Regions from separate parts of the Sus scrofa genome. Here all the other regions are linked to region 1. A link is a contact called in public Hi-C and promoter capture Hi-C data. All regions are on one chromosome and are shown on one strand. The core of a region is the stretch at or near the end of the contact, and the rest is flanking DNA. Distances in the headings are between cores, read along the strand shown. Region 1 holds the start of S1PR3 (sphingosine 1-phosphate receptor 3). Region 2 holds the start of SPIN1 (spindlin 1). Region 3 has its middle 46 kb from the start of NXNL2.

Region 1 (3,584 bases), core at 578-3,077:
AGCCCCACTGTTCCCCTGCTTCTGGAGTCCAAGTCCTGAGGCTGGTTTTAGAGGCATCACTAGGCATCAAGGTTGCCCTTGTATGTCTGGATTGGACCCTCTCCAGTGAATGAAAAAGACATGGGCACCAATCAAAACAGCTTCAGCCTGTAACCCAGCAGTGCATGTTGCATAGTGTGAAGCAACTAACTGAACAGATGTGTTGATGAAGCAAGGGACCGTTTCAGTCAGGTGTAGACACAGTGGCTATGGTGAATGGCTCTTTTCCTGGCTTGATGCTGTAGGAGTATAAAGATGAAGGCACACTCAGTTCTCCTTGCAATTTACTATGAGCCAGTGTGGAAGGCTACACTGCTGGAGGGGACTCAGCAACACAGACAGAGGAGATTCAGCAGACACAAGGACATGACAGCAGCAGCCCTCCACTGAGCCCAAACAGCCAGCCAGAGCTCTGCAGCTGCCACCCCACCCCTCTCCCAAAACAACTTTTTCTCCAGGGCTTGGCTTTCCCAGTGGGGAACAACTGAGAAGACAGCAGAAGCCCTGGCAACTTGCCCTTCAGGCCTCAATCCCACCCCCTAATAAGCATTCGCTCCTGGCTCCAGGGGAAGGATGCTTGGGGCTCTTCCGAGGAAGACTTTCCCTAAGATTCCCCAACTTGCTCCAGGACCCCCTGGGCCGCAATCCGGTCTGCCCAGGAATGCGTAGTCTTGCTTTGGCAAGAAGGTCCCCTGGTGCCTTCTTCTTGCCTCTCTCCTTTTCCTACTCCTCTCTTTCTTCCTCTCTCTCTCTCTTTTTTTCTTTCTCCTTCTCCCTGAAAGCTTCAAGGTTGGTTGCAGCGATCGCTCACTCAGGGCCTTCCCTTTCCCTGTCCAATCTATTCGGTACTCCTCTCCCTGGGGATTCTTCTTTCAGAGGCGCTTTGCGAGATGCCTTCATTTAGCCACACTAAAGGAGCGAATCGCTGAGATCTGCCGCTGCAGGTCCAGGAGCTCTTGTCCCGGTGTGGGTCTAGGGATTCGGAGCGAGTGTGCTCCCAGGAGTGGCCTCTGCCAAGAGGCTCAAGGAGGGAGGGTGGTTCCAGGCGCGAGGTCCACACCAGATGTTGCCTGATGTCACCCCTCAAGTCGGTGGTAGGTCTATTTCAAACAAAAATGATTGTGATGGTGACAAGGGTGATGATCACGATAATAACAATAATCTGCCAAACCCTCGAGCTCGGTGCGCCCGGACCAAGCCCGGCCCCAGACCCGGTTTGGACCCACACAGCTGGGACCCGGGGGTCGGCAGTCCGGAGCTCGTCAGAGCGGCACAGGGTCTGGAGCCCGTTCTGGGGCCGAGGCGGAGGGGTGAGCCAAGCCCAGGAGGACTACGGAGTGGGGGGCGGGAAGCGGGAGGCGGTGAGAGAAGGTCCAGGACGCGCCAGGTGCTTGACTGGGAGGCAGAGAGACTGGAGCAGAAATCCGGGGGCCGGAGGAAGGGGTCTGGAGGTGAGGGCAGGTGCGGGATGCGGGAGGGTGGGATACAGGGTGAGGCTGGGGTCAGGGACGGGGAGATAGGGGCAAGGCGCTGAGGGAACGGGTCTGAGGGTGGCAGGGGACTGAGAAGTGAGAGAGGCGAGGGCGGTGGGTCGGAAGATGGGGGCGAAACCGCGGGAGGCAAAAGGAGGTGTGGGTTTACGTGGCGGGAAGATGCGGAGGCGGGTGCCGGGAGGAAGGGTGATGGGGGCGGGGAGATGGCCTTGTGGGCCCGGGAGGTGGGCGGGGCGCGGGGAGGTGGGGTCCCGGGAGCGGGGCCGCGGGGGAGGGGCGGCGGGGCTGCCGAGGCGGGGGCGGCAGGACGGCGGGACTGGAAAGCTGAGCGCGGCCCCGCCCCGGCGGGCGGCTGGAAAAGTTTGCTCCCAGCCAGGCGGGGGCAGAGGCTTGAGGAAGCCGGTGTGGGAGGAACCCGGCGCCAAGCGCGGTGGCAGGACGAATTCGAGCGAGAGACTCTCCGGCCCGGAAACGTTGCCCCCCATCCCCGAACCCCAAGACTTACCCCGGCGTCCCAGCCCAGCTAGCATCTGAGCGGAGGAAGGGTGCCAGGATGCCGGTGGCCCAAGAGCCTTTCTCGGACCGAGGTGAGCTGGCGGGGCCGAGGGCCCGGGGCACCCGGGGTGGGTAGGGCCAGCCGTTCCCACCTTTCTTATAAAATTCCAGCCAATCCTCGGCGCGACAGTGACCGGGACTGAGGAACCCTCCACATCAGCATCACCCCTCCCCCAGGTCATCCATCCTGGTGTCTGAGCTGAGGCAGGGACAGTGGAGCATAGAGATCTAGCTGCATCTTAATGAGCCGAATGAAAGAGAAGTGACTCTTCACGGGGAAGTTCCAGCAGTCGTTTTCTTGGGACAATTAAAAAATTAGGTGTCCTCCCAGGATGAGGACCTGGGGACTCTGAAAGTGTGTGTGTGTGGTTTTTCTCTTGGGGAACTCATTCTATTTTGTCCTCCAAGCAATTCTAGTTTTCCTTCTATTTCTTGAACAAGGCAATCAGGGCTGTCAGAATCCGGGGCTGGAAGATAAAGTTCCTAGGATGCAGTAGTGAGGTTGCCAGGAGAGATCAGTATGTTACATGCATGACTGAGATAAAGCCTGGGGAAGGGGCAGGACTGGTTTTTCTTTGGCCTGATGCAGGAACATGCTAACTTTGCCACTTTTAACCCCCCAGTCTCCAGATGGTTCTCTCTCCCTCTCACTGTCTCTCTCTGACTTTGGACACTCCCAAGGACATATTGCTTTGTGGTGTTTTTACATTTCAGTGTAAGAGAGGGACATCTTGTTAGTTTGTTTTTTTTGTTTTTGTTTTTGTTTTTTTGTCTCGCTGGGTTTTTAAAGGGAACACGCTTTGCTTTGAGGATGAAGAAAGGGTAGCAGCGTTAACAGAGTCTAGCTCTTCTGGAAGACTGTTTGAAGAATGGGAGGTCCACCATCATAGTACCGGACCCCAGCCTGGAGCCCTGGGTACTTCCAGACGTAGGCGTCTTTTAAGTCTGGACATTAGACGTTGCAGATACTGTATATAATCACGGGTTCATAATTTATCTTGTCGACATTCATTTCTTCATTAATGAAAATCTTGCAGGCATGCATGGTAAGAAAAATGTAATTCCTAGAAAGAAGAAGGGCAGGATTATGCTCTGTGGGTGTATGCATAACAAGAATGGCCCTGCCTGCTGCTGGTGTAGGTAGCGGTTCTGGGTGTGGGTGTGTGTGTGTGTGTGTGGTGCGTGTGTGAGTGTGTGATACTCAAGGAGTTGTGAAACTGTCCAAATTTGTACAGTTTTTCACTTCATTGATGCAGAGCTCTATGCCGCTATGAATAATTCCGTTGCCCTAGTAGAACCACACAGTGGGTTTTCTCAGTCAGCAGACATTCAGTATGCACTGGTTAGTTCAGGCGCTCTTGTCGCTTGCCACCAGGGATCCAAAACTCAAAGGCAGCCCTCAAGACGATATAGAGAAAATGATGGCTCAACTGACTTTCATCTCTGAAAATTCTGCTTTCCTCTTTACATTTGTGTGTTTCATTAAATGCACGACAC
Region 2 (3,584 bases), core at 498-2,997, 430 kb before region 1:
GGGATGCTGCCAAACATACCCATTAAAAAAGAATTATCTAGCCCCAAATGTCAATAGTGGCCAGGTGGAGAAAGCCAGTGAATGCCAATGAAGTGCTCCAACTAGTCGACTTCTTGGCACCTGCCTCCTTTCAATCTCTTTCTGAAGTGTTCCACTACTGTTTTTGTCATAAATGTTGAACACGAATGAAAAAAAAAACAATTTCCAGCACTTCCTAACTGTTAAGCAGGGTGACACAATTTTGTATATCTGTATCTAAACTGGTCCTCTAGTTGGCCTGTGAACTTCCAGCTCCTGCCAAGTGTGTCATCTGAGATGAACATTTTAATTGTTTGAACAGGCACGTATCAATCTTATTTGGGAGAAAAGGTGCCAGTAAAATCCCAAAGAGCATTGCGTACTGACAATTACGCTGTAGGTTAGAGTGTACAGAGCGCTTTCCAATAATACATCTGTCATTCGACCTGACAACATTCGGGGAGGTGGTTTATTAGGAAGTGGCTGCCCTTTCGCACTCGAGGAACCACGTCCGCCCAGAGCTGTGCCGGAGGACTCCGGGCTGGGGGGGGGGGGCCGGGGGTTGAGCGCGGGCTAGTCGGGGAGGGGAGAGGGCCGGGAGAGAGTTGGGTGGAATGACGAGGGAGAGGAGACCTCCAGGCTGGGGTGGGAGGGTAAGGGGTTCAGACTGGGGATTCAGCCTCCAGGTACCGCAGTCAACTTCGCAGGAATCAAAACTGTTCTGGACTCTTCCTCTCCCTGTCCTCCCGCAAACAACCAACCTGACACTCAAAGGGCATCTTCTTGGGTGAAACAGAAGTCAAACAAGTTCTAGAGTGACCGTGGAAATGCCTGGCTCCTGACTTCCGCGGAAAGCTGGGAAGTTCACCTGTTAGTGGCGGGGCGCAGCACGAGTAGGGAGTGCGGGGTCAAGTGCTTGCAGCGCTCACCTTCCCCCGCCAGGTAGGGCAGGTGAATGAGCAACGTCAGAGTCCAGGTTCGATGGTGCGGTGAGGAGCACAGAGAGCTGTACAGCGCTGCATCTCGGCGACCATGGCTCAGCTGGTGGATGGCCCTGTTACTGTATCCGGCTTCTTCCACCCGTGCGGCATGCGAGACGCAGGTCGACTTGACAAGACGTGGGGAGACAATCACGGCGTGATCAAGGGATTTGATCCTCCCATCACGCGAAAACGAAACTTCTAAGGATGCCAGACTTCCAGTGCGACCTGCGCCGCCCCGGCTGCCGGGGCTCAGAGTCCTGAACGCCGTCCCTCCCTGCGCGTACCTGGGGCCTAGCTCGGCCATGCTGCCAGGCCCCGCTCCCAAGGTGGGAGTCGCGCCTGGCCCTCCCGGCCGGCAGATCCCACCCCGGAGCCAGGCCCTGCTTCGCTAAGTCCGGCAGCCAGGTGTGTGGCGCCAGGCCCCTCCCCACCTTCAGGCCCTGCCCCATTCGGTCCCTTCTCGCAGCCAGGTGAGCCGCGTCAAGTCTTGTCTCATCGCCAGGCCCCGCCCTATCCCGCCGTCATGCCCCGCCCACCACCTCAAGGCCCCGCCCACTGACTGCAGCGCCTGCGCGCTGTGGCCCGTCGGGCCAGGGCCGGGCGGCGCGGCCGGTGCAGTCGGCGGGCGCAGTGCGCGTGCGCCTTGCGGCCGGGGGCGGGCGGCGGCGGCCGCGGAGCGGAGCGGGGGCGGGGCGGCGCCGTCTGGCTCGGTCGGGCCGGGGCGGGAGCGCGGCTCGGGACAGTGGGGCCCGCGGGCTGCGGACGGCGGCCTAGGTGGCCGGCAGGTGAGGCCCGTGCGCCGCTGGGGAGCGGACGCCGCAAGGGGGCCGCGGGCGGGGCCCGCCGAGGGGCGGTGGCGCCCGGGGAGCAGCGGGCCCCGGCGCATTGTCCGGGCGGCGGGCGGCGCCTGCACAGCGCCCCCTGCCGGCCGGGCCGCGGGCGGGGGCCTCAGGCTCGGGCCGCGCGCCTTTGTTCGCCGCCCCCGCCAACATGGCCGCCGCCCCCGGCCCGGCCGATCGGCCCCGCGCGCTTTGTTCCAGAGGCCTCGGAGCTCACGCGGGCGGGGGGCGCGAGGTGGCAGGGCCCGTGGCGTGGGGGGGCGATGCGGCAGGCGCCAGCGGGGGGGCGGGGCGGGGTGAGTGTTGCATAACCCGGGCTGGGCGGGGGAGGAAGGAATGGGACCCTCGGGGCTTGAGGGGGTGGAGTAGGAGTCCCCCTGGTGTGGGGGAGGGGGGACAGGACCCCGGGGTTGGCTGGAGGGATGTGGGGGGGAGGGGAACGGACCTTTGGGGCGTGGGGAGGGGCTGGGGTGGAAGGTGGGAAGAAGGTGGGGGGAGGGGACTGGTCCCCCCGTGTTAGGAGGGCGCTGGACGGGACCCTAGGAAGAGGAGGGGGTTCTCCAGGATCGGGACCCCTGAGCACTGACGCTGCTCTCCCACCCAAGCCTGTGTACCTAACGACGGCTTGGCCTCTCCGGCGGCTGCCCGGGGTCCTGCAGCGATGGGCTTGGCGGAGAAGGTGGTTTTTTCGGGGCTCCCATAACATCCCCCCACCTCATTTCCCTCTTTCCCTTGGCGGCCGGTTCGCACGCCCCGGGGAAGCTCTGCGCGGGACGGGCGGACTACGGGGTTTTCTGCACACACGGACACTTTTCTTTTTCATCACGAGTGACCTTGAGCGCATTCCGCAAGCATTTGCTGAGATTAATTGCACGGCGCGGAAACTGCGCAGTGCCTTTCCTTTGCCTCTGTTAGCCTCTCCAATTGTGGATGCGTCCTCGACTTTACCAGATTTGATTTTAGTGATGGCCTCAGCAATAAATGCCCCAAAATAGACACCCCAAATCTGTTTACGCGGTTGCTTTATGCTTATTTGCTTTTTATGATTTGTGGATTGGGGTTCTTGGTTTTGGAGAGGGTTTTCCGTGCATGTTGAATTAACAAATATGGATTTGCTGTAGATCAATAAGCAACACAGGATACATTTAAGTATTAAAGGATTACACTATGTAACGTGACTTGTGTAGAAGACGACATACCTAAGGAAATGCGAATACCTATGTAAGTTGGATTGGAATTTTCTGGAAGGAACTCTGCAGTCTGAAAGGATTGATGGAGAGTACAGTAATTGCTTTCTACATAGCTTTTGTTAGGAAGTGAAAATTAAACGTAAAACTTGGGGTTGTATACTAGGACAGAATGAGTTTGTGAACATTCTTAAGAGGTTGTGAACTTCTAGTGGCTGTGAAATTTCAGATGGGGTCAAGTGAAATGAGGCAGCTTTTTCCCCTTCCTACTGTCAGCCTTAGTTAATGGGCAAATACCAAAAAACTGTACTAGCTACTAATTTATTACCAGACTTGCTAATTATATGTAAAAGTTGTTAAGTATGTCTCTCAAAATTATGGGTAATAGGTATGTGTTTCTTGTGAGAATTAAAATTGATTTTTTTTGTTTTGAATTTTTTGAGTAGCGAAGTGATTACTGTTAAGATGCTTTTAAATGGATAAGGAAAAAAGACCTTTAGCCATCTCTATGATTCACTTCGAATTCTTGGTTTTTTTTTTTTAAAGACTTTAGATGA
Region 3 (3,584 bases), core at 644-3,143, 270 kb before region 1:
AATGGGAACTCCTGTTTTAATGCCAATACCATACTGTTTTGATTACTATAGCTTTGTAGTGTAGTTTGAAAACAGGAAGTGTGATGTCTCCAGATTTGTTCTTCTTTCTCAATATTGTTTTGATTATTTAGAGTCTTGTGGTTCCTCAGAATTGTTAGGCACTGTGGTCCTTATCCTATGAGGGACTGTAATCTTTTAATGGTTTTAAACAAATTCAGATTTTTTTATTTTTCAGAAAAAAATCACTCTGGCTTCAACATGGAGAACATTTTGAATGGCATTTCAGGGTGGAAGGGATTGGATGAGTTTCAAAGCTAGAGTACATTCTGAGTGAGAGACAAGCTTAGTGTGTATCAGGGTGTGAGTGAGATAGAAGGAGTTGGGCTAACCTGAGATAACAAATGTAGAATGATTCTTGAACGCTTCTTATGTGCATTCCATCAGTCAGTCACCAAGTTCATGTCAACCTCTTTCTAGGGGAAATATTTAATTTAATTAATTAATTAATTTATTTTTAGGACTGCACCTGCAGTATATGGAAGTTCCCAGGCTAGGGGTTGAAGTGGAGCTGCAGCTGCCAGTCTATGCTTCAGCCACAGCAACTCAGGATCTGAGCCATGTCTGCGACCTATACCACAGCTCCTGGCAATGCCAGATCTTTAACCCAGTGAGTGGGGCCAGGGATTGAACCCGCTTCCTCATGGATACGAGTCAAATTTTTTACTGCTGAACCACAACAGATTTTTTTTATACTTCGGGGAAATATTGTTTACACAGAGTGAGTACATTTCTCATTACAATGCTTATAAATATGTATCTTTTTTTAGAGTTCTGAACATTGCACATACTACCTTAGAAAGGGAAGCTGTTTATTAACTTGTTCCTGGAAAGGACTCTAGTAACTCTCTTCTGATATTTGTTCAAGAATTCCCCTGAAACGCACAGTAATAGAAAAATTTCATTCCAAAGTCGTAGTTCAATAACTCTCAAAGGTTAGTTGCAGCGGAATCAATTGATGAGCTTTTCAAACACAGATTCTGGGCCCAACCTCCAGCATTTCTGATTCAGTAAGATGGGTTGGGACCTGAGATTTTTCCTCTATATCAAGTTCCGAGGCAATGCTGATGTTGCTGGCCTGGGGGCCAGTATGAAAACCACTAGTTATTTAGAGGCAGGGTAGCCAAGAGATGAAATTCTGGGCTTAGACACCAATCCCTAGTGATGGGACTTGGGCAAACCCCTCACCTATGTGTGCCTTTGTCTCCTCATCTGAGACTTGGTGAGGATTAGCATGAGGGATGTTTATAAAGTTAGGACAGGCACACGATGAATGTAGACACATTTCTATGAAGAAGAAAATGATTTTAGTGCCTAAAATATGCTACAATTCTCACTGTAAAATAGAAAGATAACTCTTTTTTTTTTTTTTTTTTTTTTTTTTGCTATTTCTTTGGGCCGCTCCCACAGCATATGGAGGTTCCAAGGCTAGGGGTCAAATCGGAGCTGTAGTCACCGGCCTACGCCAGAGCCACAGCAACACGGGATCCGAGCCGCGTCTGCAACCTACACCACAGCTCACGGCAACGCCAGATCCTTAACACACTGAGCAAGGCCAGGGACCGAACCCGCAACCTCATGGTTCCTAGTCGGATTCGTTAACCACTGTGCCACGACAGGAACTCTGAAAGATAACTCTTTAAGCTCATTTTTGGAAAATGCTCATCAAAGTTCAAGGTAATAACATAGTGGAAATCTTTAGTCAATAGTTTTAAAGACAAAACCATCCCTGCTTTATCTCCATGTCCTCAGTTTTGGTAATTCCCTAGCAGGGTTGTATGTTTGATGTTTGCCTGCCTCTCCCCTCCTTCTGATACCCATGACCTCGGCCCTGAGCCAAAACAGGGTGTCTCATCTGGGAACAGGCAGTTGATGAGGGAGGCAGAGAGCTGACTCACCCATGCTCTTAGAAGGCAGCAGTTTTCCCAGCTTGCACAAAGCATGAGTTTCTGAAATAGAAGGAAAGACAGTAACTGATGGCTATTGCCTGACCTCATGGAGGTGAATATGGTGTGTCAAGAGGAGATGTGGAGAGGTGACAGCGCATGGGAGACCCCGTCATCTGAATGTTAGGTTCCCCAGATCCGTTAGAAATAAGCAAAAATGGCTTACCTACACATTCCATCTCTAAAATTTCCATGGATAAAGGTTGGAATGTTCTTTATGTGGTGCTTACACATGGGGATCTAGTAGTTTTTCAGAGTAACCCAGGGGATAGGGATGGAATGTAAATAGAACCAGCAGACAAATTAACTTCTGTTGAAACCACCCTTCACTCAGCCTGGAGGTGTAGCATGAAGCTGGGGGCAGCAAGGCCGAGTCAGTGCAGGCTCATTTTGAGCTTTGGAAGAGTGTGTGAAATCCAAACTCAACTTCGGGAGAGAAATTTGTGTTCAATAAATAGATCTTTCCAACCCTAGAGTTAAACCTGGGGTAGCACAAATGCATATCTTTACTTGGGCTTTAATGCACTGTGCACATTTTAGGTGCTGTCCAAACATCATGAATCCTCTTTGAAGTGACCTTTCACCAAGCGGTTAATGTTCAACTTTTACTGAGTTCCCATAAGGGGAATATCTCTAAAGTTTGGCATGGAAGTTCCCGTTGTGGTGCAGCAGAAACAAATCTGACTAGTATCCATGAGGAAGTGGGTTCGATCCCTGGCCTCATTCAGTGGGTCGGAGATCCAGCATTGCCATAAGCTATGGTGTAGATTGCAGACATAACTTGGATCCTGTGTTGCTGTGGCTGTGGTGTAGGCCAGCAGCTGCAGCTCCTATTCGACCCCTAGCCTGGGAACTTCCATAAGCTGTGGGTGTGGCTCTAAGAGGCAAAAAAAACCAAAAAACAAAAAAACAAAAAACAAAAAACAAACAAACCCAAAACCAAAAAACAAAAACAAAAAGTTTGACCTGACTCTGACCTGGAGGAGATGTGGATTTTGTGCATGGGAATGTGAGAACACTGAATTCTGAGTCATGGAGTCCTTGATCCTCTGTTTTCCCTGGAGGCAAACATCAGGGTCTGGAGAGCTGAACTTAAGCCAGAGAGATTCTGCACTTTGCTCTACGTGATCTTGTTTTACCTTCATGCTGGTGTGGCCCAGGCTAACAAAAGATAAATTTGGGGAGATGACAGTTATCTGAATGGTCAGCAAAAAAAAAAGTGGTATTTTCCTAAATGTCCATCAACAGATGAATGGATTAAGAACATGGGGTACATATACACAATGGAATATTACTCAGCCAGAAAAAAGAATTAAATAATGCCATTCACAGCAATATGGATGCAACTAGAGAGTTTCATACTAAGTGAAGTAAGTCATGAAGAGAAAGACAGATATCACTTATATGTGGAATCTAAAATATGGCACAAATGAACTTATTCTCAGAACATAAACAAACCCACAAACGTGGAGAATAGACTTGTTGCAAAGGGGGATTGCGGAGGAGGAGGAATGGATTGGGAGTTTGAGGTTAGTAGATGCGAACTATCACATTTGGAAAGGATAAACAACAAAGTCCTAC

The links. Promoter capture Hi-C pulls out the DNA fragments that hold promoters and counts their contacts. A called contact is a pair of places that touch in the nucleus more often than the background predicts.
Region 2: a promoter capture Hi-C map of liver shows a contact between it and region 1, with 4 times the contacts expected there. The contact joins the promoter of SPIN1 here to the promoter of S1PR3 in region 1. A contact is called at or near these places in 2 of 5 promoter capture datasets (fetal skeletal muscle and liver) and 1 of 47 Hi-C or Micro-C datasets (embryonic fibroblasts).
Region 3: a contact with region 1 is called in a Hi-C map of liver, with 5 times the contacts expected there. The contact joins the enhancer-like site here to the promoter of S1PR3 in region 1. A contact is called at or near these places in 1 of 5 promoter capture datasets (liver) and 31 of 47 Hi-C or Micro-C datasets (adipocytes, adipose tissue, alveolar macrophages and 18 more).

The regions. Positions count from the first base shown.
Region 1 is chr14:657,487-661,070 of Sscrofa11.1, forward strand. It overlaps S1PR3 (sphingosine 1-phosphate receptor 3), which reads left to right and starts at 1,828. Exons shown (of 2, transcript XM_001925270.6): 1 at 1,828-2,119.
Region 2 is chr14:225,472-229,055 of Sscrofa11.1, forward strand. It overlaps SPIN1 (spindlin 1), which reads left to right and starts at 1,748. Exons shown (of 6, transcript NM_001195370.1): 1 at 1,748-1,786. LOC110256681 (proline-rich protein HaeIII subfamily 1-like) reads right to left here. Exons shown (of 3, transcript XM_021072957.1): 2 at 2,441-2,634; 3 at 1,435-2,217. The coding sequence ends at 1,435.
Region 3 is chr14:392,063-395,646 of Sscrofa11.1, forward strand. No RefSeq gene overlaps it. Among named protein-coding and RNA genes, the nearest start is that of NXNL2, 46 kb to the left of the region's middle. Within about 2 kb of position 1,894, at least 3 of the 83 cell types and tissues checked have an H3K27ac peak or open chromatin away from gene starts, as enhancers often do. A contact at or near this core is called in fetal liver and liver, where this site is marked.